Linked DNA regions of Ovis canadensis: region 2 is linked to region 1. Evidence: chromatin contacts called from public Hi-C data. All regions are on one chromosome and are shown on one strand. Each heading gives the region's core, a stretch centred on a gene start, on an enhancer-like site or on the middle of the called end of the contact. The rest is flanking DNA. Distances are from core to core; before and after follow the strand shown.

Evidence for each region. A called contact is a pair of places that touch in the nucleus more often than the background predicts.
Region 2: a contact with region 1 is called in a Hi-C map of lung, with 4 times the contacts expected there. The contact joins the enhancer-like site here to the promoter of AMOTL2 in region 1. A contact is called at or near these places in 2 of 2 Hi-C or Micro-C datasets (fibroblasts and lung).

Annotation. Positions count from the first base shown.
Region 1 is chr1:258,080,961-258,084,238 of ARS-UI_OviCan_v2, reverse strand. AMOTL2 (angiomotin like 2) reads right to left here and starts at 2,003. Exons shown (of 10, transcript XM_069581067.1): 1 at 1,755-2,003.
Region 2 is chr1:258,140,055-258,143,527 of ARS-UI_OviCan_v2, reverse strand. No RefSeq gene overlaps it. Among named protein-coding and RNA genes, the nearest start is that of AMOTL2, 60 kb to the right of the region's middle. Within about 2 kb of position 1,662, the one cell type or tissue checked has open chromatin away from gene starts, as enhancers often do. A contact at or near this core is called in fibroblasts, where this site is marked.

The DNA.
Region 1 (3,278 bases), core at 754-3,253:
ACACAGTCTGTGCACTGACAGTGAGCGCACACGTGCTCCAGGAAAAAGAAAGGCTGGCACGGTGTCTCTGATTTTATGATCACCACCCCAGCCACACACACACTTGCTCCTTGGAAGCGCCTGCTGGTCCTCTAGGTACGAGGGGATGGGCACTCAGCATCTCTACATGGGTAAGACTGCTTGAGTTGACTGAAGGAGTGTGGGAGCTGCGGGCACCCGGGGCTGGTGACTCTGCAGGGAGATTGTCTCCTGAGGAAGGTGTTCCCTTCTGAGTCTGTGCTCCCAGTGGCCCATGGCCTGGAAGGCTGCCCGCCTCACCTGGATTCCTTTCCCCAGCCTTCTCCAACACAAACCTCCAAACTGGGATTCAGGGAAGACCAAACAAAACCCACACCTCCACAGGTCCTGTGTATATAGGAGGACAGTGGGAGGAATGTGGCCCCTCCTTTGCCACAGAGCTAGCCCCAATGCCCGGCTCCAGTTAGGGCTTGGCTGGCTGGCAGAGCAGCCATTCCCAACCCACTCCCTCCTCCCAGCTGCCCAGAACTGGGGAGAGATAGGTCTAGAGGACATCTCGGTGTTCAGACTTCCCCGGGACCACATCATCCCCCCTATCCCACCCCCTCCCCCCCCCACACACACATATACACACAGGGGGCACACACATATACGGGGCGCGCGCGCACACACACAGAAGATGCAAGACTCTAGAGTTACCCGAGGCAAAACAAACAGGAATCAATTCGCCCTAGCGTTTCATCCACGGGGCATTTCCTAAGTTAAACACTGTCTGGGCTGACTCCAGCCGAGGACCGGGGAATGCAGTTTTCCGGACAGATTCCAGCCCTCCTCCTCCCCCAACAGTGTGCCTGGGAGCAGGGAGCACTTCCCGCGCCTTTCATTCCTTGTTTGTCTCAGTCAGATCTCTCAGATGGACACAGCTAAGCTGTTACTAAAATCCGCGCCCGCGACCCGGATCGTGCACCCCTGCTGCGCTAGCGCGCTGGGCTCTCTGAAACACCCGCTTCGAAGCAACCACACAACTCCGGCCTTTACCTTGGCTCACTGTGGCCCAAGGAACCAAAGCGAGGGTCTTTAAGTCAGATCGCACCCCAGCCAGGGATCCCGCCCTACCCGGACTCCTGGCTGACCATGAGCACCCTGCGGCTGCCGCAGCGCCTGGAGCGGACGACGGTAGCCGCGGTCCGGAGAGGTCTTTAAGCGTCGTGGATCCGCCTCCCCCCTCCCTCCCGAGCCCTCTTTGTTTTCCAAATGCCCCAGCGCTGACGTCACCGGGCTGGACGGCAGGCTGCATTCTTTCTAAGTGAGAGCCAGACCGTGGCTCCGGAGAGGATTTTCCAAGGAAGACAAAGAGGAATTCTTGGGCTAGTTAGGGAGGAAAGACACCTGTAACCCCCACCCCCGAACCAAATTAGCCCCCGGGCCCTGCAACTTGAGCTCCAAGCGGCGCCTCCTTCCCAGATCCGTGCTCCCAGACACACACTCCTATCTGCCCACGGGCTGTCCCCTCCTTCAGCCCCAGCGGACCCCCGCCGCCTGCGAGAGCTCCCAGGGGACCTGCAAGGCGCCCCAGGACGGAGCTGCCCTTGCCCCGCCGGTTGCGGGCAAAGGCGCACCGCTCCTGGAGGACTCAGGGTCCGCTCGGCTTCTGCTCCCTCTCCCGGAAAAGGCTGGGCTGGAGCGCGTCTCTGCAGCCCCGTGCGCTCCCCAAAGCGCCAAGAGGCCTTGCTTACCGCTGCGGCCAGCGAGTGCTCCGAGCGGTCAAATCCGACGGCTCGGCCCGGCCCGGCTCAGCTCAGCTTGGCGGCGGAGGTGTGCTCTCGGCAGAGGCGCCGACGTTCTGGCGGCTTAGCCCCAGCGCGCAGCCCCAGGGTCGGCCCGCGCCGGAGGCGGCTGCTATGCCAGGAATGTGAGAGTTTCAGGTTCCCCCTCGGGATCAAAGCGAACCACAAATAACCTCGTAGCGCGCCGCCCTCCTCCTCTCTCCGCCTCCTCCAGCTCCCTCCTCCCCGCCCCCGCCTTCCTCCGGGAAGGCGGCGCTGTGGACCTGGCCGCCCCGGCCTCCTGGACTCTCTGCGCCCCTCCCCGGCCAGCGACCTCCGCTCTCCTTAGGAGCTGCTGGAATCCATCTAGGCCCCTTACCGCCCTCAGCCCCGTACCCGGCCTTCCTCTCACTCCTCCAGCTCCATCGGCTGGACGACACCGAGAATGTACGTGGCATGCCCTCGGGAGAGACCCTGGGTGTTGCTGCTGGACGTGGTTGGGGGTGAGAGGGGCTTGGTGTGTGTGCGTTGTACAGTGAGAGAAGACTGGAAAGATATCCATATCTGCCCGATCCAGACCGTGCCCCAAGCGAAGAGATGACTCTTGCTTCCAGCCGGGAGCCTCGCTGGTTGTCGCTGGCGGCAACCTTTGAATTGCACTTTTATTGTTTACAAACACCTTCACCAGCCCTTTCCGGATCTGTCTCCACAGGAAGTGTGAATCTGGGATGAAAAATCTTCCGGCTAATTTGACCCACTTTACCAGCTGAATCACCCGCCGCCAGGCGATCTGTCCAGCTCTTCCCAAAGAAGGCAGTAAGGGGCACCCCTTTACGGGTGCCAGCACCCGCTTACCGCCTGGTCATCCCGCCAACCTTCCAGTCATCTTGCCAGGGATTTTCTTTTTTTTATCATCCCTGTCTTATAAATGAGGAAACCAAGGCTCAGAGAGATTAATTAGCTTGCCAAGAGTCACACAGAGAGTAAGTGATGAAGCCAGGTAACCTGTGGGCTGCTCTGCTTCTCATTCCCAAAACTTTTCCACGGCCACCAGAATCCAGGTTACTGCGGTGGACAGGGCAGACTCTGGGAGCTCTCCTCTCTCCATCTGCTCTTTCTCTTTTTTGGTTTCTTCGCTTCCCTCCACACCCCTGTCAGCCAGGGGCCCTCTCTTAGGTCCACTGTTGTGCTCCTGCTCTTCCTTCTCTGGATGGAATTCTGTCCTCTGACCCTTCCTCCCCAGCCTTTGGCACTAGGCTGGTTCATCTGCACCGGTGGAAACCCCTTCTCCAGAAAGCCTGCTGTGCCAGACCCTCCCCACCTGCAGGCACTTCCCCAACTCTGTGTGCCATTCCTGGGCCCTGACCACATTGGGTCTCTCAACACCTCTATGTGTAAAGCCCAGGCCCCTGTCCACCCTGAGAATCAGGGCTGACTTTGACCCCCAGCCAGGTCTTCTCTGCCGCCCCTCACTGTGGAGGTTGCAATTGCCAG
Region 2 (3,473 bases), core at 413-2,912, 60 kb before region 1:
TCTCCTGGGGTAGGTCCTGAGTCAGTGTGTGAAGTGAATAGACTCATCACTGGGTCTTCTTCTGCGTCCTTCATGAATACTTCAAGCTCCTCACACTCCACCGAGACAGAGCTCTGGCACTGCCATTCAAGGAACCACTGGGGTGTTGTGACAGGCTGGAATGTCCATTTTCTGTGTCGGGGGAAGAGGCAGACCTGGAGCTAGGGCTGCCATCTCAAACCAGAGCTGCAGGGCCACCAGCCACCTTGTCTACCACTCTGGGCCTCCCTCCTGGCCAGGGACAAAGGGACCACAGTGTTTTCCTCCCTTGAGAGGCTGAGAAAACAACTGAGCAAGGTAAGCCAGCTCTCAAGGTCAAGGTAAGCTAGCAATCAAGGCCAAGCTCCAATCCAGTGCCCCTGCTGCCCTGCCCTTTCTTACAGCTGAGGTGTTGGCCAATGAGAGTTTGGTTTCTGCTTTCCCATCTTTCCTGGCAACATTCACAACCCTCTCTGACGGTGAGCAATGCAAGTTCCAGGCATGCTTTCTTTCATTACTGGCTGCTCAGATGTCACTTTAACCACAGGGTGAGTGCCTAACCGGTAATGGGCTGATAAACATGCAAATTTCCATATGCAAGCAACGTGAGGGCACAGCTTCTTTCCCACTAGGAAGGATACCTGCAACAAGCTGAGAAAGTAGGGTGTGAGCCCACGCCTTCCTGGCAGTGTCCACCATTCCATTGACCAGGTATCTGGGGAAACAAGCTGCCTGTCCCCTCACGAAGGAGTGAGTAAACAGCTCCTCTTCTTCAAGACCCTGGAGGGTGACTTAAACATGTATAGCCCAGTCCTGGTTCTGGGTACAAGCCCTTTTTTGCTAACCTGTTTCAGTGGTGTTTTGAGGTTAGTGCAGTTTGTGTGTGTGTTGTGTTTCTACACCATCGTGGAAACCCTCAGCCCAGTGGCTTTCCACTTTCTTGGGGCCTCGGCTCCCAGGGATCCTTCCTCTGAGGCAGTGGTGCTTTTTCCAGTAGAGGCCAAGGTACAGACCTACAGACTCAGGCCCATTTTCTCACAGCTTTCGACTTAGGGCCACATTTTCTTTCCCCAAGCCCTCAGTGGAGCAGTGGGAGGTGACTCGGCAGGGGCGAGGCCATTCATCTTGGTCTCTGGCCCTGATGGTGCCAGCTGGGCCAGCTGGGAGGAGACCGCGCACGAGGGTGGGAAATTCCCACAGAGGCACCCATCAGAGGCAGGTCAAGACGGGCTCCCTGGGGACAGGATGGGAAGCCAGGAGAGGAAGCCACCCTGGAGTTAGGATTTTGTGAAGGCCTGGGGAGCCATTCCTTTTTTTCTGATTTGACTGGCAGCACATAACAAAAACCAATAAGCGCTTTGGAGTCCTAATCAGTTTCCGGAAGCAGGCAGCTTCCCGGGGAAGATAAAGGAGGGGATTCTAAGATCCAAAGGGCGGGCTGGGTTCAGGCCCAGAGAACCCGGGAGGAGGCGGGGAGGACGGGCAGGGGGCCCGGAATAGAGGGCAGAGCCGCGGGTCCCGCCTCTGGCCGCCGGCACCGCCAGGGGACGCCCTCTCAGGCTGTGGTCCAGGGTCCAGCAGGCAGGGCCTGGGGGCGGGGCCGGGGCTGGCGGGGCGGGGCCCGGGCCGTGCTCCCGCCCAACCCGAGGAATGCGGCCCTTGGCTTGTCCCGCGTCCGCATTCCGGTCTGCTTAGGAATGTGAACAGGGTGTACACTGCGCGCCCTGAACGCAGAAGTTCGGTCCCCTCCCGTTGGAGAACGCCTGGCAGCGGCTCCGCGGGAGGGCCCCCTCTCTGCCACCCCCCAGAACCTGTAGCACGTCCGGCTGGAGGATAGGGTACTGACGGCTGCCAGACCATCGGGGACTCAACACCAGTCCCAGGGTAGCGTGCTTCGAGAGCAGATGTGGTTTAGAAAAGAAGGGAAACCCGATGTAGTCCACTGTGGCATGGAGAAGTCAGGGGAAGGGGTGGAAGGGACGATGGAATCCACCAGCCTCAAGGGACAGAGTTCAGACCCTAGATTTGCCAACTTTAGGGCATACTGTGGCTGGTAAGGCTTGAAGAGGGGAAGGGAAAAGCAGAAGATCCAGTTTGGGATCAGGTGCTCTTTGACAAGCCAGGAAGGGACTAAATATCCAAGAGTCAAGGCTATTTTTCCAGTGGTCATGTTGGACTATAAAGGAAGAGGTGGACTATGAAGAAAGCTGAGCACCGAAGAATTGATGCTTTTGAACTGTGGTGTTGGAGAAGACTCTTGAGAATCCCTTGGACGCAAGGAAATCCATCCAGTCCATCCTAAAGGAGATCAGTCCTGGGTGTTCATTGGAAAGACTGATGTTGAAGCTGAAACTCCAATACTTTGGCCACCTGATGCGAAGAGCTGACTCATTGGAAAAGACCCTGATGCTGGGAAAGATTGAGGGCAGGAGGAGAAGGGGACCACAGAGGATGAGATGTTTGGATGGCATTACCAGCTCGATGGACATGGGTTTGGGTGAACTCTGGGAGTTGGTGATGGGCAGGGAGGCCTGGCATGCTGTGGTTCATGGAGTCGCAGAGTCGAACACGACTGAGCGACTGAACTGAACTGACGTATTTAATTCATTCACCAAATATTTACTGAGCTGTGACAGTCCCTGAGCTAAATTCTGGGGGCACAGAGGTGAACAAGGCACCTCCTGTCCTTTAGGAGCTGACATTCAGATTCTAGAGACAGTTGCTGAAACACCCAGAGAGGGACAAAGCCAAGGGTGTTGGGAAACATAAAAGAATAACCCAGATTGGGAGATCTTGGAAGGCTTCCAGGAGGAAGCTGCCAAGTGACCTGAGAGGCCAATAGGAGTTAGCCCAAAAGATGGGTGAAAGAGGGAGCCTTGTGTTCAGAGGGTTTAAGGAAGAGCATGCCTACTTAGTTGCTTCAGTCACGTCTGACTCTTTGTGACCCCATGGACCACAGCCCACCTGACTCCTCTGTCCATGGGATTCTCCCAGCAAAAATACTGGAGTGGATTACCATGTCCTCCAGGGAATCTTCCAGATCCAGGCATCAAACCTGCATCTCTTGCATTGCAGGTGGATTCTTCACCTCTGAGCCACCAGGGAAACCCCTGAAGGAAAAGCATGTGATCCAAACAGCCCCCTGAGCCTGCCTACCCATCAGTGGCTGCCAGACCACCAGCTGAGTCACAACAAGGATCCGGGTTCCACCTCAGTTGAACCCATGACATTGGTTGGTTTATGGAGCCCCCGTTTTACAGAAGGCACAGTAGTGGGCCTGTGAGGATTCAACATGATGCTTTGGAGTATTGTGAGATAAAGCCCACAAAGGGTCTAGATGGCACCTAGTACCTAGTAGGTACTCAGTTAATACTGGTTGGTTTTCAGTGCCCTGCCTGATTTACTGGGAGATGAGCCCGGTGTGGTTGGTCCTCACAAAGCTCCTTGGAAACGTC